Linked DNA regions of Sus scrofa: region 2 is linked to region 1. A link is a contact called in public Hi-C data. All regions are on one chromosome and are shown on one strand. The core of a region is the stretch at or near the end of the contact, and the rest is flanking DNA. Distances in the headings are between cores, read along the strand shown.

Region 1 (4,375 bases), core at 1,284-3,783:
GTTGAGCTCTAGATGATTAGAAGGTGGGCATATTGTTGCCAGCCCTGCCCTTGATTAATTGCTCATCAATTATTTAGGGCTCTGGGAGTTCCCATCATGGTGCAGCAGAAAGAAATCCGACTAGGAACCATGAGGTTGTAGGTTCGATCCCTGGCCTCTCTCAGTGGGTTAAAGATCCAGCATTGCTGTGAGCTGTGGTGTAGGTTGCAGATGTGGCTCAGATCTGGTGTTGCTGTGGCTCTGGCGTAGGCCAGCAGCTATAGCTCCGATTGGATCCCTAGCCTGGGAACCTCCATATGCTGTGGGTGTGGCCCTAAAAGGACAAAAAAGACAAAAAAAAATTATTTAGTGCTCTAGAAGGCAGATCCAGGGACCCCCGGCCAAAGTCTGATTGTGTCGATCTAGGCAAGGAGAGCAGTGAAGTGGGCTGGGCCAGGTCTCCAGGCTGAAGTCATGGTCTTTGAGTCTGAGTGCCGTTGGTTAGGATCAGACTAGTTGCTGGGATCATTGGGTCCGTAAGTCCAGCCACTTTTGATACTCCATTATATGTAGGGCTTGGGGATGGGGTTCAAAGGCATAAGAGATAGTCTCTGACCTCAAGAAGGGGGGAGGTAGAGGTTAGACTGGCTTGAGGTGGAGCTGTTATTGGGGTGGAGAACAAGAGGTGGGGCTGGGTTGGACAAGAATGTCCAAGGGTGAGTCTTCCAGAGTTGTGCTGGGCCACCTAGACAAGGGGTGTAGTTTCAGATGATGAAATAGACCAACGTTGTTCTTGGGGTTGTGCTTGGGTTCCCCAGACCAGGGTTGGGGCTGTGCCAGAAGTTGCGTATGATTCCAGCCCCTAAATTTATAATCTGTTGGGAGAAGTTTTGTTTCTCCTAGGGCTGTCCTTTGGGAACTGAATGTTCTATTGACAAATCAAAGGGAACAAAAATCTCATTGCAAACAGACTCTGTTTACCTAGGGTCTTCAGAAAACACTGACCGTGGCTGGCAGCTGCAGTTGGCACAGAACACCATTCCCTGTCTAATGGAGAGGAAAGTCTGGTGCTCCCATGCGTGCACACACACACACATACACACACACACATTCATGACACTCACCGATCACACTCACCTCCCCCTTAGGCACCTGCTTATTGCTGAAGATCCCCAAACATCTCTGCACATAAACACGCACCTACACACCTAGAACCTCACAGCACACCACCCGGGGACCCACACTTTGAGACACCTCTGCTCAAATACCTCTCCCGCATAGTTTCTCCCTCTGCCCTCCAGTTACTCTTGCTCACATGCCTGCTCGCACAAATGGAATCAGAATTTTAGAGGTGGAACAGCCTTAGCAGTCTCCTTGGTCCCCATTCTCATTTCATAAGGGGTGGAAGTAGGGCTTCAGAGAGGGCAAGCCACCTGCCCAAAGTCACACAGGGAGTTAGAGGCTCAGCAGGAATTAGATCTAGGCCTCCTGCCTCCCAGTTGAGTACTCACTAGGCAGTGCCAGGCTATCACTCTCACAGCCATGTACGTGTGCATGTGTGCACTGCCCCTCCACCCCCCAATCCACATGTGCAAATACACGCCTGTGGAGGGGTAGAGAACCCCACACCAGCGAGACCCCCTCCCACACTCTGGCTCCTCCCGCAGAGGTTGCTTTGCCCCTTGCATCACCCCATCCAGAGCCCAGCCGGATGTGGATAAACCATCATCCTGCCTTCCCAAATTGTGGCTGACGGTTGCTCAGGCAACCGCCTGCCAGATTGGGGAGATTAGCTGAGGAATGTAGCTGGGCCAGTTTGAGCTGAGGCTGGGGAATTGTTGGGGGGTCCCGGGTTGATTCAGCCCACCCTCTCAGGGAGGCCCTGGTAGAGATGGCATACCCAGGGAGGGGAATGGTTTTCTCCCTGTCCCCAGGCCAGCTGTGACTGTGTCCCCAAGGCTTGAATGAGGCTGAAGGAGGAGAGACTGTGTGTGAACATTTCAGTGTGTGTGTGTCTGTGTGTGTTGAGCATCTCTGTCACTGTGATTGGAGTGTGTGTCATCTGGGGACTTGAGGCCCCTTCCTCACCAGTTCCTGACATCTGACTCCCACTTTCTGATCCTACAGTGCCCTCTGGGGAAGCCACCTGCCCCCCTCATGGCTTACAGGATGTATCACTTCTCTCATTTGAATCCAGGTGTTTCTGCGCTCAAACACCTATTGTGCTTTCCACACTCAAAATGAGGCCGGACTTCTCCTCCTGACATTTGGCTCTCCAGGGTCTGGCCTCAGCCTCCCTCCCTTTGGTCTCATCTCCCATTGCTGAGGCCAGTCGGGGCTTCCCTCTGTGCCCAGGACGCCCTGTGTTTACTCACTACCTCCCTTTGCCCCAAATACCCTTCTCCCCATCTCTGCTGGCCAGAATGGTGCCCGTCCTTCCAGGCTCTGCTCAGATGCACCCACCTCCAGAAAGCCTTCCCCCTGCACCCACCCTCCTCCCCAGGGTTCCCCTTGTGGCCCTGATCCTTCTCTGCCTCTCATTCCCTCACCTCTACTCGGATTAGGAGGTCCTTGTGGGCAGAGCTGAGTCTTAACCATCCATGTGCCTCTACTAATGTCAGCCTGGGGCCTGCTTTGTATTGTCTGTGAGCGAATGGCCTGTGAATGGAAATGAATTGGCACATGCGACCAGCAGAATAGCAGAGCCTTGCTTTGTTTGTGCCTAGTGTCTTCGAATACAGATCGGTGATTTAAATTCCAGCTTTTGGGACTTAAGATGCGGTCTTGGACAAGCCATCTTATCTCTCTGTGCCTCGGTTTCCACCCATAAAATAGGAATAACATGGTAGCACCCTCCTTATGAGTTACTAGGAGGGATCTGTGGCATGGGGCATCGTGGTGGTGAGTGGCAGCTCTCTTGTGGTGACGTTGATTGTGTGGACGTCTGTGTCTGTATCTGTGTCAATGGAGTCGAGAGGAATTCTCAGCCCATTCTTGCCCTCAACCCAGAGTCTGATCTGTTTTTCCCCCTGGGCTGGTGGCCCCTGGCAGGAGTTGGGTCTCTAGCAGAAGTGGCGACTTGTCTTTGGGACTCCTAGCTCCTGAGCCATGGAGACTGGAGGTGATGGGGCTTTTCCCAGGATCCAGGAGGGCTGATTGTTCCATACCGTAGTGAGCTGGGGAGCAGCGGGGTGGGAGTCTCCCTGAAGAGCCTGGCCCCAGAGATGTTATGTCCATTCCAGGCTATCACTGGAATGGACCTGGCCCAGAGACACAGGGCTGGGGATGGACATGGACCAGGGAGAGGGGGACTTTTTGCCTCTGCAAGGGGTTCTCTGGATGGTGATGGCTAGCCTAGGAGATCACCCTCTCTGGGGTCAGTTGTAGGAATTATTTGGCAGAGGTCAGGGGTCACTCTGGCCATGGTACTCTGGTCTGGGGTCAGTCGGTCAGTCTGGTGGTCATTCTGGCTGAAGTCAGATGGTCTAGTGTTCATCTGGACGACGATGGGGCCACTCAGGCTCAAGTCTGTCTAGGGCTCACTGACCTGGATAAGGCCATCTGAGGCTTACAATGGCTAAGGTCTGATGGTCTGGGAGTCCCTTGGACCAGGTCAGTCAGGCTGGGAGTCCTGGCAGCTCATGTGGTCTGGCTCAGAATGGACAGAAGGAAGCCAAGAAGCTGGCATTCCCAGGCTTGCCCCACTGCCAGGGGTGAGGCATCTGGGACAACCGCGTTGTTACTTGCAAAGGAACAAGAAGGACTCAGCAGGACTCTAAGTCCTGGGATTCCCTTTCTGGCAGTTCATCTGCTTCAGGGAGGCTTTGGCTAAGACCCTTAGGCATAGACTCAGCTCAGGCTGAATGAAGTCACCTGTCCCCTCCTCCAGGAAGCCCTCCCTGATCATCCCTACTGGGCTGTGCTGTGGATCATTTTCTAGAGGGGAAGCTGAGGCTTCGCCAACACAGATGGAGTTAAATCCCACCTCCCACAGGCCACGGGGCATATGCCGCCCAGGGCTCTTCACACAAAGAGGCAAAGAGCTCAGCCAAGATCCTGCCCTAGCCCTGGAGAGAGGCTTCTGTTATATTGTCCCCCACACTGGGTGCCAGCCTCATGCCCACCTTTTGTCGTTTTGTACTCTGATGGGGTCTACAAAGAGGAAAGGGAGACCCCCTTCCCCCACCCCCGCCTCCGCCGCCAACAGTGGTGAGTCCCTCTATGCCTGGCTGCGCTGATGCGTTTGGAGATGCTGCTTCACATGATCTGCGACAGCCTGGAGAAGTCCCTGCTGCAGAAGGAATGGCAGAGCCTAAAAGTGAGGTCACCGGCTATGAGGGCAAAAGGCCACTTCTGTGCCTGGCATGTGGCACTCACTCCCCAGTTACTCTGCTTC
Region 2 (4,375 bases), core at 1,218-3,717, 1.2 Mb after region 1:
GTAAAGTAGGAGTGAGGGTCCTACCTGTGGGGATAGCATGAGGGTTAGAATGGGACTTGTGTGCCTGGCACGCCGTGCACCATCAAAAAACGTGGGTTCAGGCAGGCTCTGAGGTTGGACTTTGAGTTCTCTGCTGGCTCCTTTCCTGGAGCTCTCCTGGTTCCTAATGCTTTGTGAATTCATCCATCCTTCCCTCCATCCATCCATCCACTTACCTATCCATCCACCCATCCATCTACCCTTCCACCCACCCATCTATCCTCCCATCTATCCATCTACCCATCCATATATCCACCCACCCATCCCTCTGTCCATTCATCCATCCCTCTGTCCACCTATCCATCCACCCATCCACCCATCCACCTCCCTGTCCATCTACCCATCCAACTATCCAATCATTCTCTTGCTAATTTACAACATGAACCTAGAACTGCTTTGTGCAGACACTGGCAAAGAGGAAGACTGTCACTGACACTGAAGGCCCTTCCAGCCCAGTGAGAAGGGCCAGAGGTTGAGGGATGATGGGTGGTTGGGGCCAGAACTGAGGTCTGGTGGAAAGAGTCCTGAGGGAAAGCTGGGGAGAGAGCACGCACCCTGGGGGAGTCAAGGAGGACTTCAGGAGCGGGGTGCTGAGCTATCAGCAGCCTCAGCAGAGAAGGAAGGATACTCTGGGCAGAGGCAGGGCACATGCAGAGAGGAGGCGGTACAGATGAGCCTGGTTTACTTGAGAAAGAACTCAGCCTGGCTGGACCCCAAGTTCAGCGCTAAGGTGGGTGTTTCAGGAGGGAGCAGGGAGAAGACTCAGCCTTAAAAGAGGCAGGGCCAGACTCAGAGAAGCTTTGAATTCCAGGCCAAGAAAGTTGAACTCGATCCCACAGGCAGTTAGGAGCCACCAAAGGTTCTTGAGCTGAGGCGTGGCAGGAAAATTCATATATTAGAAAGCACCTTCCAGGGAGTTCCTGTTGTAGCTCAGCAGGTTACAAACCCAACTAGTATCCATGAGGATGCAGATTCAACCCCTGGCCTTGGGATGCGGATTCAACCCCTGGCCTTGGGATGCGGATTCAACCCCTGGCCTTGCTCAGTGGGTCAAGGACCCAGCATTGCTGTGAGCTGTGGTGTAGGTCGCAGGATCTGGCGTTGCTGTGACTGGGATGTAGGCCAGCAGCTGCAGCTCCGATTCAACCCCTAGCCTGGGGAAATTCCATATGCTGCAGGTGTGACCCTAAAAAATAAAAAAAAATTAAAAAAAAAAAAAACCCAGGAGCTCCCTAGATTTCCTGACACCAAACATTCAAACTCCCAGACACCCAAAAGGCCCTCCTCCTCCAAGATGGAGACTGTGTCCCCTCCAGCTGGCTGTCCAGCCCAGACCTGCTCTGACCAGGCCCTCCCACTCACCGCCTCAATCCAAGGGGAGAGGCAAGGGCAGCTTTCATCTCTTTATCTATCTGTATCTACTTCTTGATTTCTCTCTAGGTCTATCACCCCCTTCCCTTCACACCTGATTCATATTTATTTATATTCAAGTCTCTCTCACCTTCTAACAAACAAAAAATAAACCTGAACTTATTTCCCCACCAGCTATCTCCCTCTCTTTCCCCTCACGGCCCAAATTCCTAAACCAGTCATCCACACTGACTGTCACCCACACACACACTCCTGTGCCTGCCTCAGTCTCCATGCAGCCTCTGTGACACTGCCCTTGTCAAGGCCACACTGACCTCCATGTCGGTTCAGCCAGGAGCCACCTCCGGCCTGCAGCCACCGCCTCCTGACTGGCTTCTTCCCACCCTCAGCCCTATCCACACCCACTTGGCGGCCCAAATCTGCTCATGTCCCTCCCCTGCTCACACCCTGCATAGCAACTGTCACACTCAGATAACATCCCAACCCCCTGGCATGGCCCCTGCTGCCCCCAAACCACTTACTGGATGGATGGATGAATAGATGAGTATAGATGGTGGATAGATGGATGATAGATAGACCAATGATACATGGATGGTGGATGGATGGATAAATAGATGGATGGATGAATAGATGAGGATAGATGGTGAATGGGTGAATGATGGATGGATGGATGGACAGATGAGGATAGATGGTAGGTGGATGGATGGATGGATGGATGGATGGATGGATGGATAGATGAGCATGTCAAGAACAACAGAGCTGGTTCAAACTACACCTGCCCCAAATTACACCAAACTGTCCCTGCCTGACCAGCAGGTCTTCACCCCACAGGACGATGGAACCTCACCCAGGATGAAGCTTGACTGTTCTGGGGACTTGACCTGCCTTTTTGGTTGCTCCTCTGAGCTACACCTCTTGTGTGGTGGGTCTCTTGGTTTCAGTCTACAGTTAAGGATATGGGGGCGCCAAGAGGCTGCGTCAGTGCCCAGCAGGTGGCTGAACTGGCCCAGAGCAGTGAATGTGAGATGGGCCCCCCTCATGGGGCTATGCCAAGAACTGGGAGACAAGCTCTCCAGAAGCTGAGAGACACAGGTCACCTGACCCAGAATAAGCTCCTGATGATACAGTGATACTAATACTACTGCTAATGCCACCACTGCCACCACGGCTCTGGGCCAGCCCTCCCCTTCCTCACCCTGTCTAAACCCCGTTAGACCAGCTGCCACTACTCACCCCACGTTACAGAGGATGAAACAGGCTCACGAGGTGCAGGTCCCCCTCCGGATCCAGGGGAGGCCCCAGAGCTCACTCACGGGCCCCCTCAGTGTCTCCCGAGCTCCGGCAGCTTCTCTGACCCCCCTGCGCGTTTGCCGCCTCCACCCACCACTTACACAACATTGATTTTGATTCAATCAGTCCCTTTAAATGGACTTGAAATGGCCTCCTTCTTTCAATTTGCCTCACCCTGAGCAATAACATCCGTGAAATCAGGGGGTTAATGCCTTAATTGCTTAGGATTTTTCTCTGATACCATTTTAAATAAACACATGACTGGTAAAATATAAAATATGAGTGTTTGTCCATGTACCACCCGTAGTCACCTCTCAGACCCCCTCACCCTGGGAGACTCCAGAGCTGCTGCTGGAGGGGCAGGGAGGCGGGGGCAGGGGGGTAGAGGAAATGGCATCTGAGTGAGTGGACACAGCCTGGCCTCTCCCAATCCAGCGCAGCCTGGGGCAGTTTCTTTTTCCTCCTCCCCACCCGCATCTGCTGGCACAGGGAAATACCATGGCAGCTGGAGGGGGCCCAGCTCATCACAGGCTCCAGGAGGGAAGACCTCCCCTGGGGGGTAAGGGACCAAAAGTCTGTGATGTCCCCATGGGAATGCCAATGGCATTGCTGACAACGTCCCCTCCCCCAGTCGTGGCTCCTGGAAGAAGCCCCAGCTTGGGGCAAAATTCCTGGCTCTGCACTAGAGACAGAAGTGAGGCTGGGAGGGACTGCTGGCCCCGGGCCACGGGCTCCTGCCAGGAATGAAAGCGGGAAACTGCAAGGGAAAATCTGATACTAAGAAAAGGGAAAAATCCTTCCCCAGTGTGGCCACACGCCCAGGCAGCAGCTGTGCCAACCATGGCAGCCAGGGCGGAGGGAGGCGGTGGGCACAGAGGCCTCCAGGTGGGAGTGAGGCTGCAGGACCCGGCAAGGAGTCCAGAAGGGGATGTGGCCATGCGGGACAGGGCCCAGACACAGAATCAGTGGGGCCGGGACCCCAACCTGTGAAGGGGTTTCCTCCTGGAGGAAGGAAGACAGCGACCACGTGGGGCAGACAAGCCTGGGTTCAAATCCCAGAGCCTCTACTTGCCTCTGCAAGTCCCTTCTGCTCTCTGAGCCTCACTTTACCCAACCTGTGCAATGGGGAGAGTCCTAGCTCCCCAAATGGTTCAGAGGAATAAACGAGGTTAGACTCTTAGCACAAGGCTTAGCTCGGAGTGGGCACGGATATGTTAGTTGTTCACAGGTCTATATTTATAAATTACTACATATATATAAAGATTACTATAATATAAATTATTATTTATATATAACTACTATGTATAAATTACTATTTTTATATAAATACTATTTATAATTACTATTTATATATACATTACTATTTATATACATAAATTACTATTTATATAATAATATGTTTATATTTTATCTTAATATTTATTATTTGCATGATTATAGTATTTCTTCTTTTAATTTATATGTCATAAAGTAGAACATCTATTAAGCACAAGTTTAAGTATAATCATCTACTCTTTATACTTTAATATACCATAAATCACTTTTTTTTTTCTTTTGGCCACAACATGCAGCAGTTTGATGTGAGATCTCAGTTTCCAGACCAGGGACTGAACCTGAGCTGCCGGTGGAAGTGCTGAATTTTTAGACCAGCAGGGAACGCGGTATAAATTACTTT

What was found. Hi-C and Micro-C count contacts between places; a contact is called where the count stands out from the background.
Region 2: a contact with region 1 is called in a Hi-C map of omental adipose tissue, with 2.1 times the contacts expected there. The contact joins two enhancer-like sites. A contact is called at or near these places in 4 of 47 Hi-C or Micro-C datasets (embryonic fibroblasts, mesenteric adipose tissue, omental adipose tissue and 1 more).

What each region holds. Positions count from the first base shown.
Region 1 is chr6:86,148,153-86,152,527 of Sscrofa11.1, forward strand. All of the region lies in intron 1 of PTPRU (receptor-type tyrosine-protein phosphatase U), which reads left to right. Among named protein-coding and RNA genes, the nearest start is that of PTPRU, 13 kb to the left of the region's middle. Within about 2 kb of position 2,534, at least 5 of the 83 cell types and tissues checked have an H3K27ac peak or open chromatin away from gene starts, as enhancers often do. A contact at or near this core is called in omental adipose tissue, where this site is marked.
Region 2 is chr6:87,328,039-87,332,413 of Sscrofa11.1, forward strand. No RefSeq gene overlaps it. Among named protein-coding and RNA genes, the nearest start is that of MATN1, 21 kb to the right of the region's middle. Within about 2 kb of position 2,468, at least 9 of the 83 cell types and tissues checked have an H3K27ac peak or open chromatin away from gene starts, as enhancers often do. A contact at or near this core is called in omental adipose tissue, where this site is marked.